Regions from separate parts of the Mus musculus genome. Here region 2 is linked to region 1. A link is a contact called in public HiChIP or PLAC-seq data. All regions are on one chromosome and are shown on one strand. Each heading gives the region's core, a stretch centred on a gene start, on an enhancer-like site or on the middle of the called end of the contact. The rest is flanking DNA. Distances are from core to core; before and after follow the strand shown. Region 1 has its middle 2.9 kb from the start of Gm31600. Region 2 has its middle 33 kb from the start of Rreb1.

Evidence for each region. HiChIP or PLAC-seq counts read pairs in DNA pulled down with a chosen protein or histone mark.
Region 2: an H3K27ac HiChIP or PLAC-seq map of the HPC-7 cell line shows a contact between it and region 1, with 5 times the contacts expected there. The contact joins two enhancer-like sites. A contact is called at or near these places in 2 of 484 Hi-C or Micro-C datasets (CD4 T cells and liver), 3 of 115 datasets of contacts at active chromatin or transcription factors (the HPC-7 cell line, embryonic forebrain and embryonic stem cells) and 3 of 9 other capture datasets (adipose tissue, liver and pancreatic islet).

The regions. Positions count from the first base shown.
Region 1 is chr13:37,755,881-37,761,346 of GRCm38.p6, reverse strand. No RefSeq gene overlaps it. Among named protein-coding and RNA genes, the nearest start is that of Gm31600, 2.9 kb to the left of the region's middle. Within about 2 kb of position 2,951, at least 1 of the 459 cell types and tissues checked has an H3K27ac peak or open chromatin away from gene starts, as enhancers often do. A contact at or near this core is called in the HPC-7 cell line, where this site is marked.
Region 2 is chr13:37,852,815-37,858,280 of GRCm38.p6, reverse strand. It overlaps a transcript of Rreb1 not described here. Among named protein-coding and RNA genes, the nearest start is that of Rreb1, 33 kb to the left of the region's middle. Within about 2 kb of position 3,075, at least 230 of the 459 cell types and tissues checked have an H3K27ac peak or open chromatin away from gene starts, as enhancers often do. A contact at or near this core is called in the HPC-7 cell line, where this site is marked.

The DNA.
Region 1 (5,466 bases), core at 1,702-4,201:
AGACGTAAGAAGGGGAAAGACCCATCTGGGGTGATATCCCGGTTTCTGCTGATCCGCAGGCCTGATGTCAGGATATCTTGTCCCACCCCGTATAGTTCAAATCTCTACCTTCCCCGCTGGAAAGTCACCTTTCTTAAGCTACACAGCTGCCACCTCTGAGACTCTTCTGAGAGGAAGGCAGTGTATGCTAATATTTATAGAGGAAACCAGGAAGTGAGGCGACGCAGCCCCAGCTTCCTGATGGAGTTGTTGACTCACACTGCCATACTTCCAGTGATTTCCTTCGTTTCTTTGTACCTCAGTTTCTTAGCAAATCATGAAGGATGAAAATGGAATTCCCCTAGAGATACAGGGAACACCTAAATCACATTTATGATTTTTTTTTTATATAACCAACATAACTTTCTTACATAAAAGATTGCATCTTTATGGTTTTCTCCCTAGCATAGGTCTGAAGAAATACTATTTGAGGTCCGGGGAGTGTGTGTGTGTGTGTGTGTGTGTGTGTGGTCATCTGGCTGACTCTTCATTCCCTGACTTCCCTCCTCTTTCTTCTTCTTTTCCTTGGTGCGTTTCTTATGTCAAGTTTCTTATGTGAAGTTTTGCTTTTGGGAGATTGGAGTTTATAATTTCTCTTCGCTCATCCCCAAAGCCGGCAGCTTACAAAGCTGTGTCCCAGGGTCTGTTAGGTGATATAGATGACAGCCACAAACTTCTTGGTCACAGCTCTTTGTGCTGTTTAACGTATTTAGGTTGCCCCTTTGTGCTGGCTTTTTTTTTTTTTTTTCCTCTTCTTCTTCTCCCTTTCAAAGTGTTGACTTTATTGTTTGGCTAGGATGAACACTTCTCTTCCTCTTGGGTTTGGGACTGGCCTCTGCTTTGTCTCCCTCTGTTTTTGAAATGACATGCAATTTGCTGGGCTTTGCTGGATTATGTCTGGGTTTTTGTTGCTGGTGTACCCAAATTGTCACTGGTCCCCAGAACCTTCACCACCTCTAGTCCAAGATGGATGAATCTCGATAGAAAGGTTGTCTGTGACATTTACAAGAGATATGCATTCTTTAAAAACTGCCTTCTCTCTTCGGTTGCCTGCAAAGGGAGTTCCCCTGGAAGGATAAAAGAGCCAACAAACCCACAGGGCTGTTATCTTTTCCCCCTGCTGTGTGGCCAGGCTGCTCTGTTACTGGACTTACTCTCAGGCTGGTTCAGAGTGGAACACCAGGTCTTTCCGACAGAGTACTGGGCAAACTTCAGGTGCTCTTTACTTCCTGACCAGCTTTTTCTGACTCCCCACACATGATATTTTCCACTCCTGGAAGCAACACTTTTTTTTTTTTTTTTTTTTTTTAACTTTGGTAAAGTACATTTTGGTAGATACCCTTGGATCTTACTGACTCATCCCAAAGCGTGTTTGGTGCACCAGAAAGCACTAGATCTGGTGTGTGCGGTAAGAATAGTGTCTCAGCCGCTGCGCTCCCAGAGCAGGGTGTGTGCAGGTGGTGATGGGGAGGCCGCCACAGGCTCACACTTTGTAGGAAAAAGAGAAAGATGTCCAACGATAACTATATCACAATGTTCAAAGTATAAGATTGTCTAATAAGAACAAAAGTATTCCCCTATCTTCCTATGTGCCAGGCACCAGGGCAATCAGTGTGGACTTTAGTCCACTCTTGCAGGACTTACATTTTCACTTCTTTTGACAGACGAAGGGATGGAGCCCTGAGGAAGCACAGCTGCTTCTTCAGACTTGGCCACCAAGGCTCTGCAGCAAAGGGAGCCGCCCTTTTGGATGGCGTTGGACTGTGCTAGGGAAAGTCCTAGAAATAAATCCTCTCATGTTTCCCTGAAAATGGATTTGTTTCTCCAGTTCTAGAAGGACACGGGGTGGAGCTAGTTGTGCTTAGAAGATGTTATGGATGCCTGTTTTGCTTCCTCAGCCTTCAGGGGTAATCACCCAATGTTTTCCAGGTGACCTTGGCTCTGGGCTGGATCTGTGGGTTCTTTCATGCACTTAAGGGAAGCTTTGGACTATTCTGCTGATTCCACGAGGGACACCTATTTACAAAGAGATTGAGACATGTGTGTGTGCACATGTGCTTTGATACCAGTGACTAAGTTTCTACTCATAAAAGGGAAAATTCTTTCAAATATATCTAAAACTATTAAGATGGCTCTGTCAGCTCCAAGTGGGCATCCCAGAGATCAATATGTTTGCCAAGGTCTTGGGCAATGTCTCTGTTGCTATATTTAAAGGGCAAGTCATAGTTACTGAGTTCTCAGCATCCTTTGCTGCTGGTTATCATCTTTTGAATGAACCCATTCTCTTAGTTTCTCGGTGTTGATGTTAATTTTCATTATGTACATGTGGAGGGGTATGGGTACAGGTGTGTGTGGAGACCAGCATGTCCAGTGTCAGTCCCCTGGAGCTGGAGTTACAGGGTCATTGGTTGTGGGCTATCTGACATGGGTACTGAGACCTGAACTGGGGTCATCTCCAAGAGCAGTACATACTCTTAACTGCTGAGCCATCTCTCCATCCCTGGCTTTCTCGTTTTCTTAATATATTGTTTTCTTAGTATTGTTTGAGTCATGTTTTGCTTGTTTCTCCTGGAGCAGCGTTCTCCAAAGACACACATGTAATGAGAGTTTTGGTTTCTTTAAAAGCCCCATTATGTTACATGAGTGTGCTTTTGTTTCAGTCCTAGGTGTGGGATATGGCACTACTTCAGATTGTCCACAGCAGCTGACTATGATTTGCCTTGTGCTCTGGCAGGGGTGTGATTCTGCCGGCTGAAGATAGTTTGTGTTTGGAATTCTGGGGGACTCTTGACAGGGTTTTAAAATGACAGCACCCTGAGAGGCTGCTGAGGCTGCTGCTCCCTGAGCTGCTGGTAGCTCCTGTTGTCGTGGTTTGTCAGGAAATCCTGAGTAAAGAGACGAGAAGAAGAAATTGGATATCCTGACAATGAAGACTGGACTTGCCACAAGGAACTCAATGCTCCTAATCAGCAGGAAGTAGTCTAAAGAGGTCTATGGCCCCCTTTCCCTCTAATCATCTTTCTCTTCTGTTGGGGGGAGGAGGGGTTGGAAGGGTTGGGAGGTAGATATAAGAATCTAATAAAGTAACCAGAAAGGATGGTTGCATACACATATTCTCTAGTCCCAGGAAACTCTCATTTTCAAAGATCACATTTATTGCCAAGGCTTCAAATGGGAGCTCCCTGTGCTTGCAATGGCTTCCATGTCTCTCTCTGTAGACTACACCTTCCCTTTCAGTTTTGGAAGATTAAACCTTCTACTCCATGTAGCATACAGAAACTTCAACTCAAATGATCCAAAGAACTAATACCCACTTGGAGAGGGCCAGTGCATGCCTGTCATCCCCCCACTCAGGAGACTGAGGGAAGAGGACCACAAGTTTGAAAGTAACCTATGCTACTTGTTTCAAAAAGCCATAAATAAATAACACACGTCATGTAACACACTCTATCCACCTCACATCCTTTTGTTTTCTCTACCTGTGAAGGGTACTTCCCATGAACCATCTGTCTGCCCAAGCCAGGGGCCATTGCCATCCTCTTTGATTGTTTCTGTTCTCGCTCTCCATGACACTATTTGTGTAAGTCCTCTTTCAAAATGAATTGTATGTATTTGTTGTTGTGTATGTGATCCTGGACCGGAACTTAATATGTAGCCCAGGCTAGAATTCTTGTCAGCCCTCCTGCTACATCTTCTGGAGTGGTAGGCAGTCAGGTTTGAGTTACCAGGCCTGGCTCATGACTTAGATCTTTTTACACTCCACTTCCATTCCTTAGTTTATCGCTTCCCTGTGTAAAGTCCTGATAACCCAAGCAAGTCTCAGGCTGCGACTTCGGTGGTTGCTTTTGTTCTTAAGTTAGGGTCAACACTGAAGCTTGGCTTGTAAGACCCTGAATGGCCTGGCCCTAGCATTTGCTGTGGTACTGACAAGTCTCCAATTTCAAATGCTACATTGTACCTCTATTGTCTTTACTCTGTATCAGTCTTCTTTCACCTGGTCAATTCACCTTGTCAATTTTGCTCCCCAACCCAATCTCTCTCTCTTTTGAGACATATTTCTCTCGTAGCCCTAGCTGTCCGAAAACTCACTCTGTAGACCAGGCTGTTCTCAAACTCAAGAAATCCATCTTCCTCTGCCTCCTGAGTGCTAGAATTAAAGTCGTGCATCACCACTACCCAGCCATTTCTGCTTATCTTTTAAATAACACTTAGAATATTATTTCTGGTTACTTTCCACATTCTTCTCAAACAATTAATACTACCTTCTTCTACCTACTTTTCTCATTGATGACGTGACAAAAACACCCAACAGAGGTGACTATCCCATGGAGGAGTTCACTTTGGATCATGGTTTCAGGTGGTGCACGGTGGAAAAGAAAACATGGCAGAATTCACATGGCAGAGATGCTCCCCACTGACAAAGACCCCTCACATGCCAGTAGACAGGAAACAAAGTCTAGATCAGACCAATAGACCTGCCTGTACTGACCTACCTGTGCCAGCCAGGCCCTGCCTTCTATGGGCTCCACAGCATTTAACCATATCCTAGTGATGGAGAGTTTAAAACATAAGGCTGTAGGAGACATTTCTGATTCAAATCCCAATACTATCACAGTGTTAATTGGTACTGCCTGTAGACTGTGCTTTGGGGATATAGGGGTAGAACTGTTTTTTATACCATTGTATCCTACCTAGAGCTTTGCAAATAAGAGGGCAGAGGCCTATGTTAGATATTTGCTAGTTAAATATTTACCTATGGTTGCATAAGCATTTACCCTAAAATGTAGTGGCTTAAGACAACAAATTTAAATTATGTCAGTTTTTCTGGGTTGGTATTTCAGGAACAGTGCTGCTAGGTGTTTGTCTTAGAAGGTCAGAATACCAGTTGGGGCTGCTGTAATCCAAAGGCTAAAGGGCCTTTCTCTAAGATGGTCACTCACATGTTTGTTGATAGGAGGCCTCTGTTATGGAGAAACTTTATAGGCCTCCCCAGATGTTTGCTTGAGAATCTGTTTTTTGTTTTTTAAATTTTAAAAAATTTATTTATTTTATATATGTGAATACACTGTTGCTCTCTTCATGCATACCAGAAAGAAGGCATCAAATCCTATTACAGATGGTTGTGAGCCATCATGTGGTTGCTGGGAACTGAACTCAGGTCCTCTGGAAGATCACTTAGTGCTCTTAACCGCTGAGCCATCTCTCCAGCCCTTGTTTGAGAATCTGTATGAGACATCTCTTAGTTTGCATTTCCATGGCTGTGATGAAACATCATGACTAAAAGTTGGGGAGGAAAGGGCTTATTTGGCTTATGCTTTGAAGGAAATTAGAACAGGACCTCAAACAGGACAGGAACCTGGAGGCAAAAGCTAATGTAGAAGCCAAGGAGGGTGGGGGTAGGGGGCTGCTGCTGCTTACTAGTTTGGT
Region 2 (5,466 bases), core at 1,826-4,325, 97 kb before region 1:
ACCCAAGATCCGAACAGGGACTTGGTTCTGAGGGGAAAACTACAGAATGCGAGCAAGCCCGCCAGCACAGGCCTCTGAAAACTTCCGAAAACTGGAAACGTGGTCACGAGCTGAAGAAAAGCCCTCGAGCTAGCCAGGAGGAGGAAGGCGTAAAGAGGAAGATGGGGGTCCTGCTCAGAGCACCCACATTTTCTAAAGCCGTCTCTGAGAGAATTCTTTCTAAGGCTTCATGCCTCGACGGGCTCTGGGGGGAAACCTCTAGTTGCCACTTAAAGCCGCTGCTCCAGCCAGAGATCCTGAAAGGGAGAGAGCAGAGCTTCAAGGTCCCATCGGGGGATGCCAGCGCTCTGCCCCACCCCCCGCTGCCGCCTCAGCCAATCGGCGGCGGCGCTGCCGTGACTGACAGCTCCACGGCCCGCTCGCGGAGTGCCCAGCACTGGAGCGGAGGTGAGGAGCGTCGAGCAGGTCCCGCGGCGCCTGGCCAAGCACCGCAAGTCCCCTCGGCCGGAGGAGGTCACCGACCCCGGTCCTAGAGGGCCTGGCTTAGCGGCTCGGGCGCCTCCTGTCCCCGCCTACGCGTGCCTCTATAATGGCTGCTCACCTCCAGTCTCCCTCAAGCCCTTCTCTGGGAAGCCGAACCCAACCCGGGAGAGATGCCCCGCGGGGTCACAGGCCTGGAAGCTCTGGGGTCACCCGGCGCGTCCTGACAAGGACAGACCCGGGCCTGAGGACGCCCAGGCTCGTTTAAAGCGTACACTGAGGGCTTCGGGTTTCTTCGGCAACCTTAACCTCAAGGTTACTGCCCCTGTGGTCGGAGCAGACCCAGGAGCGACCGACCGCTGGGCAAACAGCAAGGCGAGTGGGCGACCCGGTCTGCCGTCGCCGCTTTAAAACCCCTGGGTCGCAGGGGCAGGAAGAGGGCAGCTTAGTTATCCGCGTTTGAAATTTTATTTTTGCTTAAAAAAAAAAATTATGGGAGAACCAGGTTCTTACTTTCAGAGCTGACAGCCAGAGCTCTACTAGAATATTACATGATATGTGGAGCTCCCATGTTTTATGCTGTATTTGGCGATATTGAATTCTAGCGCTTTGGTTTACCGGTAGGACTGTACTAACTGATACAAATGGCTATCAGGGAGCAGACACGAGACATCTTTTTGAAAGGAATAAAAGAAATCCCTGCAACCTTCAAAAGTACCTAATGAATGCCACACTTCATTTCTTTGCGGAGACCTTGAGAACATTGCATCCTTCAAGGATGCTTTCTCATGAAAGAACACCCTTGCCTCGCACTGCATCTGAACAAATCCATCGTGTTCGTCTCGATACATAAAATGCTGGGCAGAAGAGCTAGTTTCCCAGTAGGCCTCATAATGACTTTGCTTTTTCCCTAAATTCTCAATAATCAAAAAAAAAAAAAAAAAAATCCACCAGCCTTCTGACCTTGGACTCTCATTTTCATCTGTCTCCTGCAGTACACTCTCTTTACTAACCATTCAGCACACTGCAAGCTCTGATAAAAGTGGTTAATGTTTATTGAAACCTGAGCATGAACTGTACTAAACCAGATAGGGAGTAAAAAGGCAAAGTTCTGTTAACTGCATCCATGCACTGGGTGGGGGTGCGGGGGGGTGGTGGCTGGAAGAAAATTCTTCTGTAAGTTTTGAACCTGAAATTTCTCAGTGAGAAAGTACAAACGTCCAAACTGATGAATTATGTCAATTATCTATCAGCCATGAATAAATGCTCTGGGTCCATTTTGTTGCCTCTGGAAGTTTTCTGGTAGAAATGCACCTCCACGATCTTACAGGGTTGTCAGAAAAAAAAAAAAAAAATAACAAAACTCAAACCAGAAATGTATGTTTCATGGACTCTCATTTTTCTGAAGACTTGTATACTTTATCAATAACCAATTTTAATGATACTGCTAAGTATTTATCTGAACAGTTTTTGTAAATTGGGTTATTATAACTGAAAAGGTTAAGAAAAATATTTCAAGTTATGGTCTAAAATATCTCTCACTTAGCTCTTTAATCGTCCAAGGTTAACAGTTTATTTCAGCCTAAGTAGATTTTATTCTAGCATCCCTTAACATCCATCATATTTACTATATATCATATTAAATCTGAACTTGCTGTTAATTGACACTGTATTTCTACATAATCCCTTTTCTCAAATAACCTCAGTTAATATAAAATGTCAATATACACACATCTAACACACATGGACTGTCACAAATAGGATGCTCTCAGGTGTTACTTTCTCTCTTCCCCATCCCCCTTGCTTAAAGAGCAGCAATAGAATCAGTCACCTTGGAAACCAACATCACCCAGTGTTTGTAGAACAAACAATGGTACCTTTTCAGCCAGTACCAGGCAGGCAGGGCAAGGGGCAGCCAGGCAGTTCTGGGCCTTACAGGAGTATTAACATATTAAATTCATTCAATGCACCAAAAAGTAGTTCATTACTAAAATTCAAGTGCTCACTATCATGTGAGCCTTTGATTAGACACCATACAGAAACTGAGATTTAAAGTTTAAAAAAAAACAAGAGACAAAAATAAAAACTTTTCATTATCTTTAGAATTGTTTTAGATACCTGTAAGAAATATAAAGCACATCTTGTTACTGAGGCTCACCCTCCAGAAAACAAGGAAGTTGCTTAAGGGGAGGAAAAAAAAAAAAAAAACCATGTTTCATCTAATTATTCCTACCAAGGCATCTTATTAGTCTTCAATATGCCAACATAATCGTTTTTCAAATGTGCCTTAACTGGCTTATGTAATTTCTAGTATTAGTAAACCTTCCTATAGTGACCTAAAATACCCCAGTTCCAGAAAAATTTTCGATAGCAATAATTACTTTTTTGACCTTGGGAGAGTACAGAGCTTTCAGTTGCTGAACCCTTACATAAATGAACCATTTGACTGGCTCAAGTTTTAGGAGAGATTTGACTACTTTTTTTTTTTTAAATCACAAATGAGCTGTGAATTAAAATGAAACACTGTCGTGTGCTCTTCAGACTCTCCAGCCTGAAATGTTTTAAATGTCCAATGAAAGTGCAGGTTCCTCCTTTTCCTGGGTGGGTTTTCCTTCCCACCAATTAAGAAAGAAGCCTCGGTCTAACTGAAGTATTTGGACAGCAGTTTGGTGTCAGTTAAATACCACAGTAACTGGCATTTTCTATCACCTCCAGACTAAGGGACAAATACCCACTCAACAGGGACCAGCACGAAGCTTAAACTGGAAAGAGTGCCAGGTTTTGTGTGTATGCAGTTTTTTTTTTCCTTCCCATGTATTTCTCCTCAAAGATTTGGATCTTCGACATCCTTTCATACAAATGTGCGAATGCCTTCTGACTGACTGGGATGTAAAACGCTAATTAATGAACGCTTTTTCTGAAGCCAGTCGATCAGTTAACATGACCACCCTCCCCGACTGGAGGCACAAGGAAAAGGGGTGGGGTGGGTTGGCTAAACGGTTAGACAGGGTGCCCTCGAAAACGAAAAGGAACCCTGGATGTAATGACTGACATGCCGACAACTTAAAGATACTTTAAAATAGGCCACAGCACTGAGCACCAGGCAGTCACCCTGAGCACAGTGGCTTCAGCTCTGGGCAGAGAGAGGAAGAGGAGGAGTCAGGCCAGGGCCAAGTGACTTCTCCAATCCTCTTCTTCCAGCACTGCAAAGAAAAAGAAAAAGAAAAAAAAAAAAAAGGCACAAGAGGGGGGGGGGCTTCAGAACCACACTTTACAACTGCATCTTCCCACAGTCATTTTTACCACGACGAGGACTACCTGAAGTAATTTGAGCAGCTGACTCCATTGTTGGGCCAGAAAAGCCAGTTTCAATTCCTTAGAAAAAAACCAACCAAACCCTCGGCATTTGGCTTCGTAAGTTTTACTTGCCTATGCATTGGGGCATCTAAACACACGTGCACGCGCACCCTACTCGAGTTACCGTGCAGAACCAAGAGCCAAGCAACTTCTGGACCGCACAGACAGCGGCAGTTACAGCCTTCAGACCCTTCAGCCCGGCTCCTTGGATTCCAACTCCCTACCCAGGTCCTCCCGGCACCCCGGGGGGTGGGGAGGAAGTGTCTAGGCGAGCAGAACATTCTCCTTGTTCCTCCGGCTCCTCCCAGCCCTTCTGGGAAAGCCTGGGGACAGGCAGGACTGCCCACCTCCAGACAGCCTATAAAGCAAAGGGTCAGCTGAGCACAGTTGGGGAAGGAGTCTCAGTACCCAGCCACTCCCATCTCCAGATCCAGGAAAGATGACCCTAAGGGCAGAGCTTCCTCCATCTTCTGCAAGAACATCTCAAAAGAGCAGACTTGGAGGGGAGGGGAGGGGAGGGGAAGGGAGGGGAGGGGAAGGGGGAGGGGAGAGGGGGGAGGGGAGGGGAGGGGAGGGGAGGGGAGGGGAGGGAAGGGGAGGGAAGGGGAGGGGAGGGAAGGGGAGGGAAGGGAGGAAGGGAAGGAAAGGGAAGGGAAGAAGGGAAGGGAAGAAGGGAAGGGAAAGGACCAGGTGTGTGGCGACCTCATCTTTTTAGCCTCCTCAGTATCTGTATCTAGTTTCTGTTTCACTACCACCGCACTGCACTTAAGAATCTGTGAGCCAGTGCATGCCTGCTTTCTAATGTAATTCTGAGGGCAACACACGTTTAGTGACAGACCTGAACAAGCCACATGGTACTACAACAAAGCCATTAGGCTTCAGAACTTAATCCATTTTAAATAAAGATATTTATGCTTTGTTTATAGATTCGTGTCTTTAGAGAATGTTATTTATTTTATGATCTGTTACACCTAAAAAAAAAAAACCACTTTCTTCTCAAGAAAGTAGGCCTGTTCAAGCTTGTGTGTGTGTGTGTGTGTGTGTGTGTGTGTGTGTTTCCATAACCCCTTTCTCCAATAACTTCTCTCTTACAAACAATGTGCCTATTTCTAATCACTGAGACCCAAAGTAAGCTACTGGAGGGGGTGGGGAGAGGAATTCCTAGGTGTTTAAGACTTCAAAACAAACTAAAACCCTAAGATATCAATCACAACCCATTTCTATCTTAAAAAAAAAACAACTGTAATTATACCTACAAAGGCGATGGAGGTCCTGCTGTGGAGATACCCTCCCACTTGAACCTCAGCCAGAACCAAACTTGCTCTGGAATTTCTAAACTAAGTTTGGAGGGTTTCCCCATGAGACCTTCATGAGGTCACTGTGCACCCTAGTGACTAGGCCTCTAGTTGGGCAGAGGAGCCTTCCTCACAGCTGAGTTTACCAGCACAGGTGCACTGTGTAGGCGGTCACAAGTTCTTCAACTGAGGTCTGGCAGACCCTCAGGTCACCTGCTACCTACCTCCTTTACAAGATCCACTTCCCCCAATTATCCCTGCCTGGATTTGACCATTTCTGGACCCGGTACTTTCTCAGGCTCATCTGATAAGTTCTTACTGTCAATTTTACTTT